Linked DNA regions of Gossypium arboreum: region 1 is linked to region 2. Evidence: chromatin contacts called from public Hi-C data. All regions are on one chromosome and are shown on one strand. The core of a region is the stretch at or near the end of the contact, and the rest is flanking DNA. Distances in the headings are between cores, read along the strand shown. Region 1 holds the start of LOC108469198 (transcription factor MYB8-like). Region 2 holds the start of LOC108467725 (probable alkaline/neutral invertase F).

Evidence for each region. A called contact is a pair of places that touch in the nucleus more often than the background predicts.
Region 1: a Hi-C map of leaf shows a contact between it and region 2, with 3 times the contacts expected there. The contact joins the promoter of LOC108469198 here to the promoter of LOC108467725 in region 2. A contact is called at or near these places in 2 of 5 Hi-C or Micro-C datasets (both in leaf).

The regions. Positions count from the first base shown.
Region 1 is chr8:27,779,949-27,785,675 of ASM2569848v2, reverse strand. It overlaps LOC108469198 (transcription factor MYB8-like), which reads left to right and starts at 2,127. Exons shown (of 2, transcript XM_017770096.2): 1 at 2,127-2,359; 2 at 2,460-3,365. The coding sequence starts at 2,227. The coding sequence ends at 3,154.
Region 2 is chr8:27,402,876-27,408,465 of ASM2569848v2, reverse strand. It overlaps LOC108467725 (probable alkaline/neutral invertase F), which reads right to left and starts at 3,602. Exons shown (of 6, transcript XM_017768476.2): 1 at 2,574-3,602; 2 at 1,260-1,706; 3 at 74-632. The coding sequence starts at 3,386.

The DNA of each region.
Region 1 (5,727 bases), core at 878-3,377, 380 kb before region 2:
CAATTAATCATGCTATGAAAATGTATACATAGATGATCATTACATCAACCATTTCCAACTTCACCAACCATTATCAAGCCATTTCCAAAACATATAGCATTTATCACATAAACCATTCATGCATAGTATATAGCATTATAACCAAAAGTGAGCTCAAACCATAATCAAAACATAACCCAAATGAACATGGAAATTAAGCCATTTTCGCATGGCTGAAATACAAAATCAAAATCCAACATTTCAAAACACATTCCAGCCTATACATGCCATAATTCTAATTCAATTATTTAAATACCGAACTAGTAGAAAGTGTGATGAACTTTGCTGACGATCCCCCAGCTCGTAACTTGACCCAAAAAAATTTATAAAATAGAATAACATGAACACATAGAGTAAGCTTTTATAGCTTAGTAAGTCATAAGAAAATAAACAACTCAATAATACAGTTAACTCATATTAACTAAACGAATTACATTAACATTACCATGCTTGACCTCAAACCTACAAATCCCATAATTAATACATTTTCATAGACAATTATCCACCTAGGCCGAATACTCACATGGTCATTTTATCATATTATTAATCAACTTCCAAACCAAATAGTCATAATAAACCATACATACATTTACTCATATACGCAAGCTCAAGAATCATAGTATAACATCACATATATATTTATATTACCTATATGGTCGAATATACCAAATCATATATGCACATATTTAAGAAACATTTCAATGATACACAAGTTATTCATTCACAAGCCGAATACACATACCACATACACATATATTCTTCATTTGCATCGTACATGATTTACAAAAAATAATTTTTAAATATTTTTTTGACTCGGATTCGTGGTCTCAAAACTATCATTCTGACTAGGGTCTAAATCGGGCTGTTACAAATGCACTCACCTTGTACCTATGAAATGTATTGTCAAGGAAAAATGTGTTTTAGTTAAGTTAGTTATATTATTGTTTAGTGAGGTGAGTTTTATGTTTAGAAACCTATGAACTTACTAAGCACATTTAATGTTTACTCTGTTTAATTTCCATGTTCTTGTAATTATATTTTGTAAAACTCGGCAGACGTATCAATCCACAACTCATACTATCTCGTTCCTATTTTGGTAGATTTTACGTTTAAACTTACATTCAGTCAAGTGGCATGTATATAAGTTTATATTATAGACAAGTCTATTTTGAGAATGTGAATAGTTGATGATATAAGTTATGGGTATTTATATATATGTTGATGACGTTTATTCATGTGTATGGCATTAATAAGTAATTGCTTGAATGGAAATGAATGCATGCCTTGAATTTGTAAAGTTATTTTTGGTTTCATGGCAGACTTCATAAATACAAGTTTATAAATGGATGTTACAAGTACGTTCAAAACCATGGATAGTAATTGTGTAAGTATTCATGGCGGATAATCCAAGCATGATTTAATATACGGACTATGTGAAATCAAGACGATATGACATATAGTCTAGAGGCGAACCAACATGACGGACACGTCTGAAGCGAGTGGTCATAGCTTGTGGAGTATATGCGAGAAAAATTGGCGAACTGACTTGTACATCATCTTTGGTAGATAGTCATTTGGCGACCTATTTTGGTGGATAATCTTGGCACTTATGTTTTAGATTTTTTTCCAGATTTTTTTCCAATGGAATCTTAAACATGCTTTAATCTATTGATGATTGCTTTTAAATGTGTTCAGAAATGTTTTAACGATTTTAAAACGAAATTTCTTGCTAATCTTTGCATGTGAATGTTCCTATATTTCATTGTAGCATCCCTAAGCTTGGGTTCGTTGATCGAATCGTGTGAGTGGTGTTACATCTCTTTTGGGAGTGCAAGTATCTTACTATATCAGCCAACCTGTTTTATGAATGTTCCACATCAATCTAAGCTAACATTTAATATCCAAGTTGATAGCTAATTTATGAAAGTACATGATAAATACGATACTAATAATTTAATGACTAAAATAAAATATTTTTAAGTTTGGAGACTAATTTAAAATTTGGGCTATAATTGTGGACATGTGATAGAATTAACCCATATTACTTTTAACGGTTTTATAAGACAGAACCCCCAAGCTTTTGGGACTCCTGGTCTTTAAACTCTCTCTCTCTCTCTCTCTCTCTCCCTTTCTCATGTCTTCCAATTGTTTCAATGCTTGATAAGCATTTGAGAAAGAGAGGGAGTGATGGGTAGGTCTCCATGTTGTTCAAAAGTTGGGTTGCATAAAGGTCCATGGACTTCAAGAGAAGACACATTGCTTGTAAACTACATTCAAGCTCATGATGAAGGTCACTGGAGATCACTTCCCATGAAAGCTGGTAGCTAAATTCCTCAATTTTCACAAATCCACAAGGCACTAGTACTTCGTCTGAAACTAAAATGCTTTATTTTTTCTTGCCAAATCTGTGGAACTTGCAGGGCTACTTAGGTGTGGAAAGAGTTGCAGGCTGAGATGGATGAACTATCTAAGACCAGATATTAAAAGAGGAAATATATCCCCAGATGAAGACGATCTCATCATCAGATTACATTCTCTTCTCGGCAATCGTTGGTCTCTCATTGCCGGAAGGCTCCCGGGTCGAACTGATAACGAGATTAAAAACTACTGGAACACCAATCTGAGCAAAAGACTCCTAAGCCAAGGAATCGACCCCAATACCCACCAGACACTACCAAAGCCAGTAGTTCAACAAGTGAAGAAGAAAAACAACAACAGAGGCAGCAATAACAAGCAGAACCCGAAGAAGGCAAATGCAACACATGAGCCTGCAGTGATACCCAAACTCCATCTCCCAAAACCAAGTAGGATAACTACAGCTTTTTTACCCAGAAACGACAGCTTCGACCAATGTACTAGGTTTAGCACAGTGTCTTCGAGCCAACGAGGGGAAGGGGCTTTAGATACCGAAGCTATAAAATGCCCTTGGTCAGAATATGTCAACGATGGTGAAAACGGGACTGGGCTGCTTTCAGATTTGGAGTGCCACTCTGGTTTACCAGCAAGTGGAGACAAGAATTCTCTAGAGAAGCTTTACGAAGAGTATCTGCAGCTTTTGAGGACAGACGAAGATCAACTGCAGTTGGATGATTTCGCTGAATCATTTCTCATCTGATAGAAATTAATCATGCCTGCAGGTGGAATGAGATTTTCTCCCAATAAAGTTAGATGAAATGAGGCTTAGCTTTTACCGGCTTACTTTCTAGCCCTCCAGTAGTGGCCTTCCGAATAAATTTATATATAAACTGTGAATTGTGTAATTTCTGTAATATGATATGGACGCCTTCGCTCGGTAAGGTTCAAATTTCAGGAGATCAGATAATAAATTCCTGTTTCATTGATTGTAGTGTCTTTTATCCTCTTGCAAATTTATTCGGATTATTCGGTTAGTCAAAGTTAAATTAATTATTAAATATTTGAAATTTTTATAATTTTAAAAATACTTATTATTATGTATTGATTTATATACTAACCGTAAACGCAGATATTAATAATTAACTTAGGACTTTTATTTTAATGCCTGGTAAGGGTAAATATTTACACGCCAATTTTTTTTTAATTAAGGAAATAAGTTGAATTTTTGAAAATTTACAAGAACGGGTTAATTTTGGTAGAAAGCTTGCAATTATTAAAAGTGGCAGCACTATTTTTTTTGCGCCACTTATTAACGTGGAAATAAAACTTACAAAACAAACATTTATATAAACCCAAAATTTCATTTCTCTTTTTTTTTTTAAGTAACGTAGGATATGAGATATGTGTATATATAGACTCATAAATAAGTTTACTGATTTGTTCCTAGACATTGTGAGATTGCTTCCTCTTTTAACTAACAACATAAGATTAAATGCTACACTATATTTATAATTTTTTACTTATAGAGTTTAAAAATTTATTTATAATGTAACAAATGTTTTCGTTTTATGTTTTAGTTTTTTTAAAGAAAATTTTTACACGTTGATAGTTGTATTTATATTTGACATAATTTGTTATTATGATTTATTTTGAATAAAATTTTGTTTAAAGTGATGTATTGAAATTCATTATAATTTTATTCATGATATCAATTCATAATATTATTTTTATTTGTTCAGAGTATTATAAACTTTTATATATTCTACGCATTAGTATTAGTAATTTATTTATATAGATATTAACACATGTGTTAATATTGTATTCACATCATTTTGTTGTTTAATAATTTGATATAGAGATTTAATTTTAACTTTAAATTTATTTTCTTAAAACTAATACACATGGCTTATACGTTATATAAATATAACTAATACGGTATTATGCACAAAACTTTAATCTAATATGTTTGGATCGTAGAGTCATATTTTAGTATTAAACAAAGCATAAATGATTTGCTTGCTATTGCTTAGCTTATAATTTCGGCTACCCGTCTTTGGAATTGCTGGAAATGAAAATAAAAAAAAAATTATAAAATATAGTGTAATATTTAATCATATGTTGTTAATTAAAAGAGGAAGCAATCTCATATTGTTTAGGAACAAGCTGCAAACCTATTCATGAGTCTATATATACACATATATGATTCCCACATTATTTAAAAAAAATAAAAGAAATGAGACTTTGAGTGTATATAAATGTATGTTTTGTAAATTTTATTTTCACATTAATAAGTAGCACCAAACAAAATTTGGTGCTTTCACTTTTAGTGCTGATGTGAAAAAAAACCGTGACTGAAATCACTTTTATTGGTGATACACAGAAAATACTTCCAACTCATTCCCGTAAATTTTCAAAAAATTGATTTTTTTTGTAATTTAAAAAATCATTTATTGATATTTTAGTCTATTCATACACTTCAATTATTTAAAATCCCGAGTTAAAAAAATTAATTATCTCAAATTTTTTTCAATGTATAAATTTAGACATTAACGATGCATCAATGTAAACGCATCAAATCATATAAATATGTACTGTAAATGAGAATATAGAATTTGCGCGTAATGAGAAGAGCAGACGGGAGTAGCAATTAACTTTTTTTTTTTGGTGAAATGTAGAAATTAACTTTTTAGTTGTAAAGAAAAGTACTTTTGATACGGTGGATTCGGTGGATTGATGTTGCATTCCCTCCTCTCCCCTTTTGCGGCTTGCGTTTCCTTGTTTTCGGCATAATAAGTTTAGGCTACGCTTATGGAACCACTCTTGACATCTTCAGGTTCGACGTCCTCGTGAGGGTGGCAATTGGATCATTTTTCCCGACACGGGTGATTCGTTTTCCTCAAGCCGACTCATTTTCTATCAAGTCATCATAGGTTACAACAGGAGTCTAACCATTGTCAATGAAATTAACGCAGAAACTCCGGGTTTCAATTGGTGGTTGCGTAATTGGTGGTTGCGTAATAAGTCCTTAATTTTTTTTTATCTATATTATATTTAAAGTGTTTATGTTGTAACCCTTTAATCGAGTCTCAACTTAATTAAGTAATTATCAAAAATTTTTCATTTTATAAAATAATAAAAAATATTGTTGAATATTTTGTCATTTCAAGTCATATGAAATTTTAAAAATTACGTTGAATGAAATTTGAACTCAAAACACCATCATTTTCAATATATTTACTATTTCAACTAAAACTTCATTTTATCCTTAAATTGTAATAGCCGGTTTTCAGTTAAATAAGAACAGTGATTTCAGGACTACAAATCTGAATAGTA
Region 2 (5,590 bases), core at 2,353-4,852:
ATGCGACAAGGCAACTTAAATCATTGAACTCTGCAAATAACTTACTATGGAACTGTAAGTACATGAGAAATACCTGGCCATGATCCACCATTGTGGTAACTCCACCGTGTGTTCTTTGGATCAAACCCAGTGACAGTTCTCCATTCATGACCCTCCAAAGCTGGATAAACTATCTTCAAAGGCATCTCTCCTATTAAGTCCTCCCAGCGCTCCTCAATCAAATCCATAATTGCTGTTGCTTGTGCAGGTGTAGCTAGTGAACTCAAGATTGCAATGCAGTTTCCAACCAGAAACCAGCGGAAATCCATTCGAGCTGGGCTGACGTTACCAATCAGATATCCCCCACGTAAGGGCATAAAATCGAACACCCAATCAGGAATAGACTCTGGGATGACATTAAATTTGTTGACAGCAGTGTGGGAATACTCCTCAGTTTTGTAGCGATATATGTTGTTTAACTGTGTGAAATCAAGCCAGTAGTATTTTTGGATGTGAAAACTGAGAGCTCTGATGCGCTTATCGATACGCTCAATTAGTTCCTTGCCATCTCGCTCTGGTTTTAGCATCTGCCTAGAAGACCTCAGTGCAAAATAGAAAAGTGCTTGAATCTCAATGGGGTACCCATAAATTCCCTGCCCAAAAAGGAAGCACATTAAATTCCACTAATTAAACTCAGTTCAGAGCAATGAGGGTAAAAAGAAGAAAAAGAGTAGGAGCGACCGACCAAATATCAAAACAACTCAAAGCATTGCAGCAGGGGCGGCACCAGGGGGAAGGCAAGGGCCTTGGCCCCCTTGGTTTGGTAAAATTTCCCTTTTAGGCTCTTAAAATTTGTAAAGTAATAACTAATAAAATGGTAAATTTTGTGTATTGGCCCCAAAAGAATTTACAGTTCAATTCTAGCTCCCCAATATAAATTTTCCAGCTTTGCCCCGTAGTGAATAAAATGAGTTCAAACAATAATATATGAACTACATCACATTACTCATTCACAAAAACAAGCAAGAATTTAGGGGGAAAACCCTTTAGCCGTCTGGTACTAGACTAGGGCCAGAACAAAATCATGCAGAGACTGATCACAGGATCTAAGGGTACTAGAACAATGAAAATAGAAGAAGATTCGAAGTGGCTTAGATTGGCAATTACGCTTAACACTAGGAGCAGTTGTGACAATAACCAGTCTAATTCCCGATCATGTTTTCAAACAAGTACTTCTATATAAAGTTAAAGGAAACTTCTATAATAACTAGAAGACTCACCATCCTCCTATCAATCATGCTACACCCATCTGCACACAGAAGTGTAGGAAAAGTGTCAAAACCATCTGAAAGGCAAAGATTAAGTATCAGCTTCATTCCTTTCTGCACCTCAGGTAGTTCTGAGAGAGTATAATCATGCGTGCATTTGGTATACGACCTTAGCAATATGATCCACCAGAACCCAGAGTCAACAGGTGCAACTCTTCCTATTGCACTACCACCGAAATCTGCAACCAAGGTTTCCTTCTGCCTATGCGAATCGTAAAGTACTTTAAAACTTGCAGGCATGACACCTTCCCCAAGTGTAAAATTGTCAATTCTTTTCTCCCAACCTTGAAGGTGGAGAGTCTTTAACAGAAAGTTCTTTACTATCTCTGGATCGCCACCAGCATTGGCAGGTCTCATTAGACAGGCTAAGCCACTGGGAACGAAGTCTCTTATGAAAACCTGCAATATAAGAATGGGGAAAGAATATTGATTGAGTTCAATAGGGCACCCCTGCATTAATAAGGCTTTTAACTTCATTGAAATCATAACATTATGGGCTAGCTATCAAACTCAGAAAAACAGAAGCACTATGAATTTGATCAAGCAATAATGCATGTTTTTAGTCTGTGGCTATGTAACAATGACGTACGGTAATTCCTCTCAAAGGCATCTACAAAGATCGTTAATCTTCACCTGTATGGAAAACTCTCTTCCTCGTTTGTTTTAAAATAAAAATTGAAGATGAAACGACTTATGCCACTCACAATATAATATAATAATTAATTAGTTCCTCCGGCATTACCACGAAATTTGCAGATATATGAAGGGCAAGTCAAGAAGTGTACATTAGACCACATATTTTCCAGGTGAAGACGAAAAGATCACAGAACTAAAAGGCACAAGAACTTTCGTAGCAAATCATAACAGGAACCGAAGTTATATAAGTAGAAGAATAAGAAGAAGAATTAGATATAGATATAGATGATTATCATGGATGGAAAATAAGCATAAGAAATAGATATAGATGGTTATCATGCATGTAAAACAGGAATTTCCTTAACACCATTCACAAAAACAGAAAATGCCTCAAAATGCTATAGCGAAAGCGAACAGCAGTAAGCAAAATTCTGAAGATAAAATGGATTCTAACAAGCATGGATTTGAAGGCTAAAGAAAGACCGTTGAGAAAACACCTAAGACAAATGAAGCTTCATTGCAAAATAGCCAAACAAAAGAAAATGATAATATAACAAAACAAGGGAGATATCTGGATTTGAAAAATCAAAAGAAAACAAAAACGATGACAAAAAACTAAACATAATATACCTGATTGTAATTCAAAGCCTCGGCGATAGGATCCATAGCAGCGAGCGTACCGACAGGCTTGCCTTTGTAATATACGTAAGATTTTTGTAGTCCCTCCCACGCTTCTTCCAACATCGCACCGTTTTCCGTACTCCCTAGAGGACTATCGACGGATCTGACCGCAGGCAATAAACTGTCGAGTTCCAAGTTCTCGAGACTCGAACCTACACTAGGAGACGGTTTCAGTGACATCTGCGCCACGTTTGCATTATTGGATTTGGAGATGTTCTCGTTGCTCTGCACTCTTAACGTCTTCATCGGCTTATCAAGTTTGTCAGTCGATTCATTTTCTTCCTCCGATTTGGATGACTCTTCTTTTCCGACTGTGTCTTGAAATATCTCTGTTGATATTTTTGGACTCTCTCGCTGGTTTGATTCTAGAGATGTCTTTCCATTATCCGTCCATTTTACATTTTCAGTTTGCGAAGCTTCCTCAGGAGATTCAAGAGCTTCTTCCTCTTCATTTTGTGAACACAGGGATTTCTCGGTAAATTTAGACTTCTCAAACATGATAAAATCAAAAGATTTCTCACTCGCGTCGTCAGCTCCTTTCTCCGTGGTAGTCTCCGAAGGTTGTTCTTCGATAGGCGTCACGATGCACTGTCCTTCGTGTTTAAGAACGATAAAAAAATCAGGCGATTTCACCTCTTTTTCCGATGAATCTCCAAGTTCTTTCTCACTATCTCCGACTGAAAGAGTAAAATAAAGCGCAGGAACCACCTCTGCTTCCTTTACATCTTCTAAAAGATCACACGGGGATCTCAAAGTTGACATTCTTAAAGAAGAGAATCAAATATGAGCAGCACAAATGCACAATATCGTGCCCTCTAGAGAGAGATAACTTTCTCAGGTCTTCCCTCTTCGTTTCGTAGAGACTGAAACTGCTGGAGAGAATAGTGAGAGACGGACAAGGAAAAAAATGCAAAAATGGATCAGAGATGGAAGCCTAAAGGGCGTGAGCGATTGGGTACCGAATTGTGGTTCGTTTTGGAGGTTGGAAAAAAAAAATAAAGTGTGGAAGTTGTTTAAGAATAGGTCTCAATACTTAGTTTATCTACGAAATTGCCCCTCTCCGTTTCGTTCCCTGGGTGACAAGTAGGAAGTTCATAATGGAGGGGCGTTTTAGAGATTAACAAAATTGTTTGTGAACTTCTTTCAGTTTTTAGTGGCGGGAGGAGTTATAGTGGGACCTTGGAGGCCGTTGGGCTTTGGGCGCCAAAGGGAACACAAACAAACCCATAAACTCTTCCATTTTTCTTTTGGGTAAACAACACAAATAGTCGCCCAACCATGAGAGTTATTCTATTTTGGTCACTCAATTATGAGAGTGATTCTATTTTAGTCACTTAATTATAAAGTTTTTTAATAGAGTCACCAAAGCTCTCAAAATTAGAATTTTTTGTCACTCAACCGTAAAATCAATAACGAAGGTTTAACATGGGCTTTTCTTTATCGACATACGAGCAAATTTAACCCTCCAATATTTAGGCATTCTATCAATTTACTGCTATTCAATAAAAAAAATTAGTCCTAAAAGTTTTAAAAAAATTTCATTGACATCTTAATTCTAAAAATTAAAACGGATACAAATTTTAAAAAAATAAATTTATTAAGAAATTATTTTTCAATGTAAGTATAAAATTTTATAAAATTGCATTTAAAAATTCCTAAAATTGTAGAAAATAATTAAAATTTTATAAAAGAAGAATAAAATAAAAATTGAAACCCATACAGTTTGAATGTTGCTTATGTATGGGAACGAACTGCACTACACACTTGTGCATCATAGATTTGATTGGAACCTCATTTCTATGGAAGTTGTAAAACAGCTCTTCATGTTTCTATTGATGCATGGTATTAATGGAAATGGATGAAAATGAGGGATAGAGTCGAAAGAAGTCAGTTTACCCATTCTAAGGTCAAAAGTTGGACAAGTAGAGAGAGAGTTAGGATTATTACTTAGTGAATTAGTGTAACATCCAAAAATAGAGCCTAGTCGGAATAGTGGTTTCGAGACCACAAATCCTGTGACAGCCCAAAATTGACCCTAGCCAGGAAGTGGTTTCGGGACCGCTAAACCGAGTCACCGAAATGTTTGAATGTAAAATTTATTGTCTAGAATATGTAATTATGAATGTGTGAAAATTTCAAGTTCGATTTAGCCGATTGCATGTGAATTAGGTTAGTAGGACTTGTGTGACACTTTTGAAAAGTGAAAGGCTAATCTATAAGGACCTAATAGTGCATGTAGTCAAAGGGAGGACTTGCATGTCAAATTTCCCCCAAGATGTAGTGGCCGCCATGACAAGGAATCATGGGCTAAACATGTCATGAAACATGTTTTGTTGGGCATTAGGGAGAAATGATAAACTAATAAGCATGGGTAATAAAGAAAGAAAAAAAAATGTGAGTGTGAGTGTGAAACCCCATTGCCGTGTATTGTAGATGAAAAAAAGAAAAAAATTGTTCATCCAACCTTGCATTCTCTCTTGACCGAAAATACTAGAGGAAGGAAGAAATTTTGCTTCATGTTTGTTTTGGAAGAGGATTAGGGAGAGGTTGGCTAAACTTGCATCAAGATTAAGGTATGTTTGAGATTGTGCCATGAAATTCATGCATGTTTTTAGTTGATAGCTTGATGTTCTTGGTATCCCATGGTTCAAATCTTTGCAATGTCATGGGAATGAAATTCGGCCAAAGTAAATGTGGTGTTAAAGCCATTGCATGCTAAATGTGAAGCTTGCTAATGATGCATGCAATGATGGATTGACTACTCTTGAAACTTCTTTGTACCAATTTTAAGTAAGACATTGAGTTTTTTTTTTGTTTAACCATGATTGAAGTTGAAAGGGTCATGATTGTGATGTATTCGGCCATGATGCATTCATGAGCATGGTTCATGCTTCTTGCATGTTAGTTAAAATTTGTGTTTTGGATGGCTATGGACACCTTGAAATTGACCTTGCACTTATATGTGT